Linked DNA regions of Xenopus laevis: region 2 is linked to region 1. The links are chromatin contacts, called in public Hi-C maps. All regions are on one chromosome and are shown on one strand. The core of a region is the stretch at or near the end of the contact, and the rest is flanking DNA. Distances in the headings are between cores, read along the strand shown. Region 1 holds the start of rnf126.L (ring finger protein 126 L homeolog). Region 2 overlaps fstl3.L (follistatin like 3 L homeolog).

The links. Hi-C and Micro-C count contacts between places; a contact is called where the count stands out from the background.
Region 2: a contact with region 1 is called in a Hi-C map of the XTC cell line, with 1.9 times the contacts expected there. The contact joins the enhancer-like site here to the promoter of rnf126.L in region 1. A contact is called at or near these places in 2 of 4 Hi-C or Micro-C datasets (the XL177 cell line and the XTC cell line).

Annotation. Positions count from the first base shown.
Region 1 is chr1L:115,334,434-115,340,118 of Xenopus_laevis_v10.1, forward strand. rnf126.L (ring finger protein 126 L homeolog) reads right to left here and starts at 2,572. Exons shown (of 9, transcript NM_001086409.1): 1 at 2,325-2,572. The coding sequence starts at 2,399.
Region 2 is chr1L:115,390,622-115,396,306 of Xenopus_laevis_v10.1, forward strand. fstl3.L (follistatin like 3 L homeolog) reads left to right here. Exons shown (of 5, transcript NM_001096869.1): 5 at 1-891. Among protein-coding and RNA genes, the nearest start is that of prss57.L, 8.3 kb to the right of the region's middle. Within about 2 kb of position 3,125, at least 1 of the 7 cell types and tissues checked has an H3K27ac peak or open chromatin away from gene starts, as enhancers often do.

The DNA.
Region 1 (5,685 bases), core at 1,322-3,821:
CATACTGTATAGATAAGGATTAACTGTTCATCAAAGTTTCTCATAGATATTACTTCCATGCATATTTGTTCTCAAAGGAGTCGAAGATTTAATACTATCAACATACTATTTTCCACAAGCAACCCAAAATGAGAAACCCCAGTTAAAGGGGAACTCCACACAAACATAACTTAAGCTTTTTGAAAGGTAAACATAATTTCAAGCAACTTTGCAATGTACATCAATTAAAAAACATGCAGACTTTTCATGATTTTAAATGGTATCTGACAGTTCCCTAAGCCTAGCCCCCTGCTGTTCTGCTGATCTTTCTGACTACATTGCTGAGCTGGCTGACTACTGTTACTTTGTATCAACAGCCATCTGTCCTCAGCCTGCATCCTCCAAACCCCACAATTCCCTGCACATGTGATTTCAATAAGGAATGGAACATCACAGTGCAATGCATTGTGGGTTATGTAGTTCCTGCATGCTGTCTGTAAGCTGTGGAGTAGTTGTTACAATTTGTAACATCAGTGTTTAGTCCCTCCTTCCCTGCCAGGATTTCAAATGATGCAGAAAGAGAAGAACTGTTAAAACAGCTGGATTGCAGCATAGAAAATGGCATTTATTGTTATTATTACCGTTTATCTATATACCGACAGCATATTTCCCAGCTCTGTAAAGTATTATACAACTAAATCACATTAATTACATACATAGAACATATGGAGTCACATACATCACAACCAATACTGGTACAAAAAGGTGAGGAAGGCCCTGTGCAAAGGAGCTTACAATCTAAAGAGAAGGGAATAAAACACAAGGTGTGGGAGTGGGCAAGATCAGAATTAAGTGGGTGAGAGATGTAGTACTGTATGTGGTATTGCATTTGGTAGTTAAGCAGAGTGAGGGTAGGCGTCTCTAAAGAAGTGTATTCTTTTGAAAGCAGAAAGGTTGGGAGCAAGTCAGACAGACCGTGGGAGAGAATTCCAGAGGAGGGGTGAAGCCCTTGCAAAGTCTTGAATAGGGATGCACCGAATTTAGGATTCGGTTCGGGATTTGGCCAGGATTCGGCCTTTCTCAGCAGGATTCGGCTGAATCCTTCTGCCCGGCAGAACCGAATCCTAATTTGCATATGCAAATTGGGGGCAGGGAGGGAAATTGCGTAACTTTTTGTCAGAAAGCAAGGAAGTAAAAAATTAATTTGCATATGCAATTTAGAGTTCAGATTCGGCTCGGTATTCGGCCGAATCTTTTACGAAGGATTCGGGGGTTCAACCAAATCCAAAATAGTGGATTCGGTGCATCCCTAGTCTTGAATGCTGAGCATGTGAGGAGATAATGAGAGAAGAGTTGAGGAGCAGGTCAGTAGAGGAGCGAAGCAAGCAGTTGGGGGAGTATATAGAGATAAGATCAGAGATGTAGGGTGTAGGATACTTTTTGAAGAAACATGTAACTGTGATGGGTATGTTAGGGGTTTCTGTGCTACGTGGGCCTCTATCAAACTTTAGTTTGGAAGCCAGAGTTCCCCTTTTATATAATATTTAGGTAAAATGGTAATTGGAGATCCGGTTAGATAAAATCTTACTTTACCCCAAAAAGAAAAAATGTGACTATATGCAAGACATTTAAAGGAGATGTAAACCCAAAAATAAAACTGTGCCTCAAAGCAGCTTTCCGATATACAATCATGCTCTCGAGAGTTATTTTAAAAGTAATTGCTGTTGAAAGTAGTATTTTTTGGTCCCTTCAATAAACAAAAATTATCAGCCTTGCGTGTTGATCCGCTTGCTTCTGCTATATTGTTTCTAAGGGCAGAACTACAAGGAACAGTGACACTGATTACATGGGCAAATAATTTTAAAACCATTGGAAACGTGTAACGTATGCGTACTGAAAAGCTGGGTGAAATCACCATTCCTTCTGTTTGGCAGAATTTAATCTTTTAGTGTTTACATTCCCTTTAGCGAAAAGGGATCTAGTTAGTAACAGAACACGAACACATGGAATTGTAGTGGCTGGATGGCAGCTTCTAGCTTTTTCCAGGCGAGGAGAGGAGGTGTGTGTGTTTATGGTTGCCATAGTTAGCCTTTAACAGAGGTCAGTAAAGACATGTCTCAATGTCTGCAGCTGTGTAAGGCGACGCGCTGCCCGGTGCACTGTATAGCAGTGAGTGAATGGCTAAAATACCTATTCTGTGACACACGGCATGACCTCAAGCCATCTGGAAATTTCTACATTCAGTTCCCAGCGCAAGCTGAATAGTTACAATATGGTAGAGCGGAGTGGTTCCGATCTGTAGTGGTTTGCTCCCTGTCCAGCGACCCAAAATTCTATTCACTCACCGGGAGCCGCGGGGTAATCTCGGCCGTACAGCTATGACAGAAGTACCTCCCGGCCTTCGGTAGAGCCTCCGCCATTTTCCGCTGCCCTGGGATGACGTCAATGACGTCAGCACGCTGCGACCAGGCGAAGGAAAGAGAAAGGAGTCAAATCTCGCAGGGTAGCGGCTAGTTCCAATCCTAGGAAAGGACTTGACGTCACGGTCATGTGATACTACCATGTGACCGCTCCACTGCGGCTTACCTATTCGTTAGCGGCAAATTCAAACATGGGAAAGTGGTAATGGGTTCTAGTGGCGGGCTGCGGACTCTTGACAGGACCTGCAACTAAATTCCCAGGGTTGCCAACTTGTATTGTAGGTTTGGTACAGGTTGTAACCTCTACCTCAGGTTTTGGGCCAGTTCATTGTGTCGCTGGATGTTTGTAGGGATTGAAGGGATCACTGCCTCTGAATTTCTGTGGGGTGAGGGGGGAATCACAGTGAATTAATGTCAGCTAGACTGTATTCAATATTTACACACCCAAATGCAGCTACAAGATTGTTGTTGGAGCTGGGGGTTTTTTTTTACCATTCCTCTCGCACAATTACGGTGCAACAATGGCAAGATTAAAATGAAAGGCAAGACATACTGACACAGCTATAATAATAATATTATATTCATTAACCATAAACAGCTTTGCTTTTCTGCCATGCACTGAAAGTCTCCCTTAATGGAGAATAATGTAATGGACAACTTGGGAACAATAAATTGTATAGAAACTGTTGCCTTGGTGTTTCACGAGCTGACGGAAAATGTGGAGCGTCAAGTAATAGAACATGGGATAACGGTCATGAGAGGGACTTCTATTTAAGGAGAGGATCATTGCCCCTAAACAATTAAAGGACCAGTAACACCAAGTTAGCTTAACACTTAATTCCCTCCAAACTTGTATATAAGTCAGGCTTACTCTCCCCTTTGGTTTTCTTTTTAAATCTTGAGCTTCAATCTGACTTCCAAAGTGCTTCATAACAGAATGGGAAAAGGTGACGGCTGCTTGAATACCTCTGTGTGGTGAACCAGAAGTCAGCTTCACATGGATGACCTAAAGCACCTAAAGGGATACTGTCATGGGAAAAAATTATTTTTCAAAATGAATCTGTTAATAGTGCTGCTCCAGCAGACTTCTGCACTGAAATCCATTTCTCAAAAGAGCAAACAGATTTTTTTATATTTTATAAAAATTTATATTATTATTTAATTTTGAAATCTGACATGGGGCTAGACATTTTGTCAATTTCCCAGCTGCCCCTGGTCATGTGACTTGTGCCTGCACTTTAGGAAAGAAATGCTTTCTGGCAGGCAATTGTAACTGAATGTGTCTCAGTGGGACATGGGTTTTTACTATTGAGTGCTGTTCTTAGATCTACCAGACAGCTGTTATCTTGCGTTAGGGAGCTGTTATCTGGTTACCTTCCATTGTTCTTTTGTTTGGCTGCTGGGGGGGGGGAAAGGGAGGGGGTGATATCACTCCAACTTGCAGTACAGCAGTAAAGAGTGATTAAAGTTTATCAGAGCACAAGTCACATGACTTGGGGCAGCTGGGAAATTGACAATACTGCATGTACTGCAACTTGGCAGTACATTCCTGCAATAAATACACTATGATTTTATAAGATACATTGTGCTCTCTGGGTATTACTTTCTAAACATGTGAAATTTCTGCAATTGTACATGGGAACTGCAGCCTGTTGAGAGGCACTGAACATATATCCAAATAAACTCAGTATTAATTGGATACAGATACCTAGATATTACACTTATACAGGGTATCACCTGAAAATGGGTTTCTGATGGCAGTCCTGACCCCCAATCAACTAACACATGTGGGTGTCAAAGTGCCTAAAATCTCCAAATATGCCATCTCTAATGGGAGTGAGGCCATAAAAACTTATAGTTATAAGGCAATGGGTGTTTGGTTTACTTGTTGTTGCATTTGAAGCATTAGACAATTTTTTCTGGCTCTGCTGTAAATGCCAATGGTCATTTGCAAACTGTCATTTTCCAACAGTCGCAATCATCCTAGCAACAGTCAGTGGCCTCAGCACTAGAGTGGGTGACAGAGAGGCTTAAGTAGAAAGACAGAAGAATAAATGTCTGCCCTGGCATTATAAGTGCAGGGGCACTGATCAGAACACAGCTGGTTATGGGAAGCAGGCACACTAGGTACATGCAGGGGGAAAGGGAAAAGAATAGGAATATGGAGATGACCCCTGTATTAATATAACCAAGGATTCATAGAGCATGATGGGATCTGTAGTGCTGTTACAAGCCCACCCTGATCATGACATTATAAGCAATACAAATGCTACCTACCTCTTATGGTCAACCCTAATAGTGCATTATGGGAGATGATGAAGGCCCTTTCCACATGCCAGTGATAAAAGCCTACATCCCGATTGCCCAACATTTTTGTTTGCTAAATAGCACACGCAACAGCAGTAAGGCTCCCTCATTTTCAATTACATCCTTATAGTGAGTGCATGATGGTATCTGTAGTTTATGCATTGACAGATGGTTCCTGTACTGTTAGAAAAGGTCCTTAGACAGTATAGGAATTAGTATGTTCTTATATGAACTCACTAGTTTCCATCTCTTTACTGACCTGTCAGGTTTTTGCCTAATACAGATGGTTCCTGTACTGTTAGAGAAGGTCCTTAGACAGGATAGGAATTAGCTTGTTCTTATATAAACTGTCTAGTTTCCAGTGGCATAACTACTGGGGGAGCAAAGGGTGCAATTGCACCAGGGTCCGCTCCCCCTCGGGGCCCGCCGGAGATCGCGCTACAGTGCGGTAGTCCCACCAAAAATCGCTGTGGTAAGTAATCTGCGCATCTAGAGGGGTGGGGGAGGGGCCTGGGTGCACATCCTGCGCCCTGGCCCTGAAGACTCTAGTTATGTTACTGCTAGTTTCTATCCCTTTACTGGACCTGTCAGGTAATTGCCTAATACAGATGGTCCCTGTACTGTTATAGAAGGTCCATAGACAGGATGGGAATTAGCTTGTTCTTATATGAACTGACTAGTTTCTATCCCTTTACTGGACCTAGTGTCAGGTAATTGCCTAATACAGATGGTCCTTGTACTGTTATATAAGGTCCACAGACAGAATAGGAATTAGCTTGTATGAACTGACTAGTTTCTATCCCTTTACTGGACCTCATATGAAATAGCAGTAAAACAGTCTAACACAGATGATGGATTTCACACATCTTATATATAAATAACTAAGTACTATCTCTAAAAATGGCAGAAATATGTCCTTTAATGAGTTGCAAATAGTTTTCTATCTATTTAACATACCATAAGGTTAATATAATGTGAG
Region 2 (5,685 bases), core at 1,875-4,374, 57 kb after region 1:
CCCTATATAGCAGACAGTTGTTTCAGGAATAGTCAATGCCCTTCAGATCATATTATTTAACTTTTGGAAATGTAGATAAAGTCAGAAGAATTTAGCACTGCATCTAAATCACCATTTTAACTTGTATTATCAGCACAGAGTATATAAGTACCAGGCATATTAGTACCTTAGAATTCCCACTTCCTGAATGTCATTATGAAATACAGGGAGTCCCTGAGTTACAGACAACCGACATACATAAAACTCACACTTACAAATGGAGGCTATCACAGTAATGTACTGAGGTTTGCTTGGCCTTTATTAGCATTTAGCTTTAATAAACCACCCGCCCGAATCCCCTCTGGTGTGTGTTTTCTACTGTGGAGCACTGAAATGTAAAAATAAATATGCACAGAAAGGCAAAGATAAATACAATGTTAAGACAAACATCTGTCTAAGTTACATTTAATAACTGTTCCAACTTACATGCAAATTCAACTTAACAACAAGCCTACAGAACAACGTAACCAGGGGACTGCCTGTATAGGAAAGGGAGTCTGATACATTGAGTGGAAGAAAAGCTATACCTATGCAGTATTTCCCTCCCTTGCATGGTGATATTGAAGCAATGTATCCCTTTCCCTGGTCAGTCCCAAGTTTGCTGCTCGGTCAAATAATTTTGTGCATAAGCTGATAAATCATAATGGGAAATGTTACTAAACACAAACCATGCAATATACCTGGCTACCCCCAGGGAGCCTCTAATCACTGGTTAACATTGTTCTTATGTTCATATATTGGGTGTACGTTGCCTCGTTTTAGTATGCTCCTGATACCCCAGTGGGGTTTTTTTGCTATTTTTTATCTTTGTGTTTCTATTTTCTATTCATGGAAATAAATTACTAAAAATTGTGTTTGATACTTTTTATTAATTAAACAAGCCAACACAAATAGCTTTGCACTGCAGCAGTGTCCACTTGTATACATTCTCTATATTATTTTAAACTTATGCTTGTGTAGTATGCATGGGAAAAATAATAGTCTCTCTTGCCCTCCAGTGGGGAAGCATGGAACTTCTGCTTACTGACGAGAAAAAAGCCATGTAAAGTCTCAAAACTACAGTAGGACAGGGTCTGTTAAGAGCAATGGTACACAGGAATGCAATTACTTAGAATTACTGTACCAACAATACAAGCAGAATCACTGCATGTGCTATTGCCTTGCCTAAATCTTGACATTGTGCCCAGACAAATTCTTTAATTCAATATGTGACCAAACATTTCCTGTGGGAAAAAATCTCATTGGATATAAGGAAATGCATGGTGGCATCAACATTACAATCTTACACACTACAAAAACACTTGATGATATGACAGGACTTTAATAGTGTCTGAAATGATAGTAGAACAATTCTAGGCTCTAAAACGGCCCAACCCTTTCATCCATCACAGTTATTACTCATGTATGAATTTCCTCCCCTCATTCAGTCTCAAGAGAACCCAGCATCTCTGTCTTTCTGACTAATTTTGGCCTTGGTCTTTATTAGCAAAATATTTAACATTAAATAGTTGCTAATACCCCATACATTACACCAATCGCTGCCAATTGAGAATGACATTTCCTATGGGCTCCCAGCCCAGTAAAAATATCAGTGCTTGATGTGTCTTGGATAGCGTGTTGAGCACAGCCATCAAAACAGAGTGCTGTCATACTTCCCCCTCAGGGCTGCTGGCCCATCGTCAAGATGAATTGGCAAGTAATGCATGCTTCCTGATCACAGTGTTTTAAGCCTTAAATACTTGTGGTCTTCCCCAAGCAAAGAGTTATAGCCTCTGCTAATCTCTTCTTGAAGTTCAAATTGTACATGCCCAAGCCTGTATTTTTTCAGAACATCACATCAGTTCTCTTCAGCTAATCCGCATACTTTGGAAATATTGCTGTACATTTATGCCAGAGTTAGCAAAACCTTTTCTATGCTCCACTGAAAGAGAGAAACAATTGCTACAATATAAGCCACGAAGGATATCCTTTGTTATACTTCTGCTGTTTTAGCTGTTTGCACCCAGGCAAATTTTACTGCTTTACGAGTTGTGCTGGCTTCCTGCCACTTAAATAGGTAATTCATAATAGAACAAATTAGTAACATAGTAAGTTAGGCTGAAAAAAGACACACGTCCATCAAGTTTAATTCTAATTTAACCTACCTAACTCGTCAGTTACATAACTGAATTTGGCATGTATAATGTAAATATATGGCTGCACTGGTAAGTACTGCTATAGGTGCAAACATTTGCCAAAAGAAGCACTGGCACAGCAGTGCAATCAAAGCCCACCAGTTGCAGTGCCTGTCATCTCTGCTTTCATCACTGTTCTCACTGTGAGCCCAAAGCCGCACCTATTAGATCTGCCATCTGGGTTGTTCAAACAGCATGCCTATGGCAGAGCCTCACAGCTATTGGCACTGTTCTCACAGCCTGCCAGTAACACAGAACTGCTATCGCTCTTTCAGTGCCCCCATAGCATCATCTGTTAGTACTGCTATGGGTTTAAATTATAAAGGATAATTTTGTGAAATTTAATTTAAAAGAATGTTCGAAGACACTTTGGATTTCTGTGAGCTTTCTAAAAGCATTTGCCCTGCAACCTTGTGTTTTATATGGTCATGGAACCCTTCAGTGACAATTGACTTAATAGTTGACTACATCACTTATCATTTACAATAATACTGGAATTGGGGATGGGGAGGAGGGATGTGGAGGAGGGATGCGGAGGAGGGATGCCCACCCCTTCACTTCTATGAATTAGCCCCTCAAGGGGGAGGCAAGAGTTTTTTTTGCTATGCCAGAGCTTCATTTGCTCCTTTACACTTCTGCATGCAAATAAAATTGAGAAACTAAAAAGCACAAATTTAAAGAGCATCTAGAGCATCTAGAAAATAAAAGAAGAGAAAAGATTGCTGGGAGAAAAGTAGAGGCCAGATGAAGAAGTGCCAGGACCAGAATTAGTGGTAGGCAGAAGAGGCATGTGCCTAGGTTGCAAAGCTGGGGGGGGGGCAACCAGGCACCTTCTCTACCTTCTCCTACCCGTAGTCTGGTTTCCTGTCTTCACTCCTTCTGCGCTGTTCCCCCATAGTGGGAGACTGTCCGTGTCTGTTCACATGCTAGCTCGTTTCGGTGTACGTACAGTTCTTGAATTGGGTTGCCTAGATCGCTCGGCCAGCCTGGCCTGGCACTGAGAAGTGTTATTAGATGAAGAAGGTGGAGGCATCAGAGAGGGTTATAGAGTACAGCAGAGAAGAAGAAAATAGGGGAAGCAAAAAGAGAAAATTAAAGTAGAGAACAGTAGATTACACACAGTTTTCATTTTGGGGTCCCTATAGGCCACATACTTAGGTAAATCAATGCGTACTGGGTATCAAACTGTTCACTAGAAGGAAATACTAAAATGATATTAGCAAAATGGCTTTGCTTTTAAGTAGGGAAGCACCAAATTCAGTTGGGGTTTTGGCCAGCAGGATTCAGATTCGACTTAATCCAAGTGCCTTGCCAAACCTAATCCAAATCCTTAAAATCACATGTCTCTTTGTCACACAAGCAAGCAAGTAAAAATAAATGTTTCTTTTTAACCCTTCCTGATGCTAATTTGAATATGCAAACTAGGATTTGGATTTGGGCAAATCCCAAAATATTGGATTTAGTGGGTGGAACCATAAAGTGTTGATGGGTGGGGCTTATTCTGATTATACTATATATATACCACGCGACACACATAGCTTTTTCACTCCAAATCTAGAACTGTAACTGACACTAAGGTGCAAGTTCAAGGTGTATGCTAAATGAAATGCCAGTGTTTTTTTTTTTTCAATTATAATTTTTTTAATATAGTTTTTATCTTCATTACATATAGTCCATTTTGGCACATGAGAGTAATAGCATATGTTGTTTCCTTCGGACACATAATGTAGAAAAATTGTGAGAGAACATAAGTATATAGTCATACCAATATGATATGTAATATGCAAAGGATACCTCGCATGTTATGTATTTCAGCTATACTGTGAGTGAAGAAGGAGTAATATTAAAGTGTTGGTGGACATTAAATCATGGAAAAGTAAGTATTAAAAGGGGATTCTAAGGAAGGAAGGAGGGAAAGGGGTGATCATGTGGATGTTTTAATATAATGAAAGCTTGAGGGTTTAATGACAGTACCAGCCTTCACATATTTTTGGTCTTATCAATGTAGAGGAGAGTTCATACATTTGGGGCGTGTCCCTATGCCTTCCAGCTACACATAATGGAAGGGAGATGTATGAAAAGAAGGGAAGAAATAAAAATCATTAAGAAATCATACCTGGGTCGGAGAAGCTGCTCAGGTTGAACATCTACCACCATGATTGGCTGGGGTATAGACGTTTTATGGTAATTGAAGCGGAGGAGCTCGGACGAGCTTCACAGGAGTCATAATTGTTGGTAGGAATCTGTACTTGTGAGTCTCTGTGAGACTGTTGCAGAATTGGATCTCAGCTCCTTAAGGTAAGGCCACACTGGGCGTTTTGGGGAGATTTGGTCGCCTGGCGACTCATCACGCTAATCACACGGCGATTTCTTTTTCCGAAGTCGCCCAAAGTTTTCCTTGTGAGGGCGACTTCGGAAAACAAACTGCCGCGTGTGATTAGCGCCGGTCAGGGAAGGCATTTGGCGAGATTGGTCGCCGCAAAGACGAGGCGATTAGTCGCCAGGCGACCAAATCTCCCCTAAACGCCCAGTGTGGCCTTACCCTTAAATCTATGGATCTTAGCAATTTTGTGTAGCCAGTCTCTTACTGAAGGGCTGTCAGTCTGCCTCCTTTTAATTGGAATGAGAGCCTTGGTGACATTTAGCATTGCTGGGACTAGGGAATTTCTGTAAGCCTTGATTGAAAGAGAAGTGTCATGTAGGAGACTGCCAAGTAGAGTGTCTGCGATCTCAATGTCGGTGACTGTTTTAATGGTGTTGCGTACTGTAGCCCAATAGAAATTCAAGGTGGGGCAGTTCCAGAATACCTGTGTGAAGGTGCCTGGATGTTTCCCGCACCTACAGCAGGTGCACTATATATTTTATTGAGTTTTGTGGGGTACTTATACCATTTCGTAAGCAGTTTATAATTGAGCTCCTGTATCTTAGTTCATTGGGAGGAAAGGTATGACAATTGTATGATATTTGTCCATTGCCTTTCCTTTATATTGAGATTTAGATCTTTTTCCCATTTTTCCATAAAACAAGTTGAGGGACTTGGTTTGAGATCCATAATTTGTTTGTAGAGTAAGGAGAGTGTCCTCTCAGAGGGGTCTTTTTTGACCCATATATGTTCTTGGGCTGTTGGTTCTGGTCTGTTTTTATGTGGTGGGAATATTGTCTGGATGAAATGCCGGATTTGGCAATATTTAAATCGGTCTAGGTCAATGGGGATATTATCTCCTAGGAGGTCCTCAATATTGTTAAGTTGGTTTAGTTTATAAAAGAAGCTGTGTGTATTTTTTTAAAAGTGTTAATTGACATGAGATTTAATACAACTTTTATTGTCAGGAAAAAATCATGGTATGAGGTAAGTTTTTAATTTCCTTTGAACTGGGAACTGTGTTATACAGTCTCCAGCTGTTAAATAATGCTAAGTTTGCAAATAGACAAGGTGTGGCGACAGAGGTCCTTAAGTCTCATTGCAAAGACA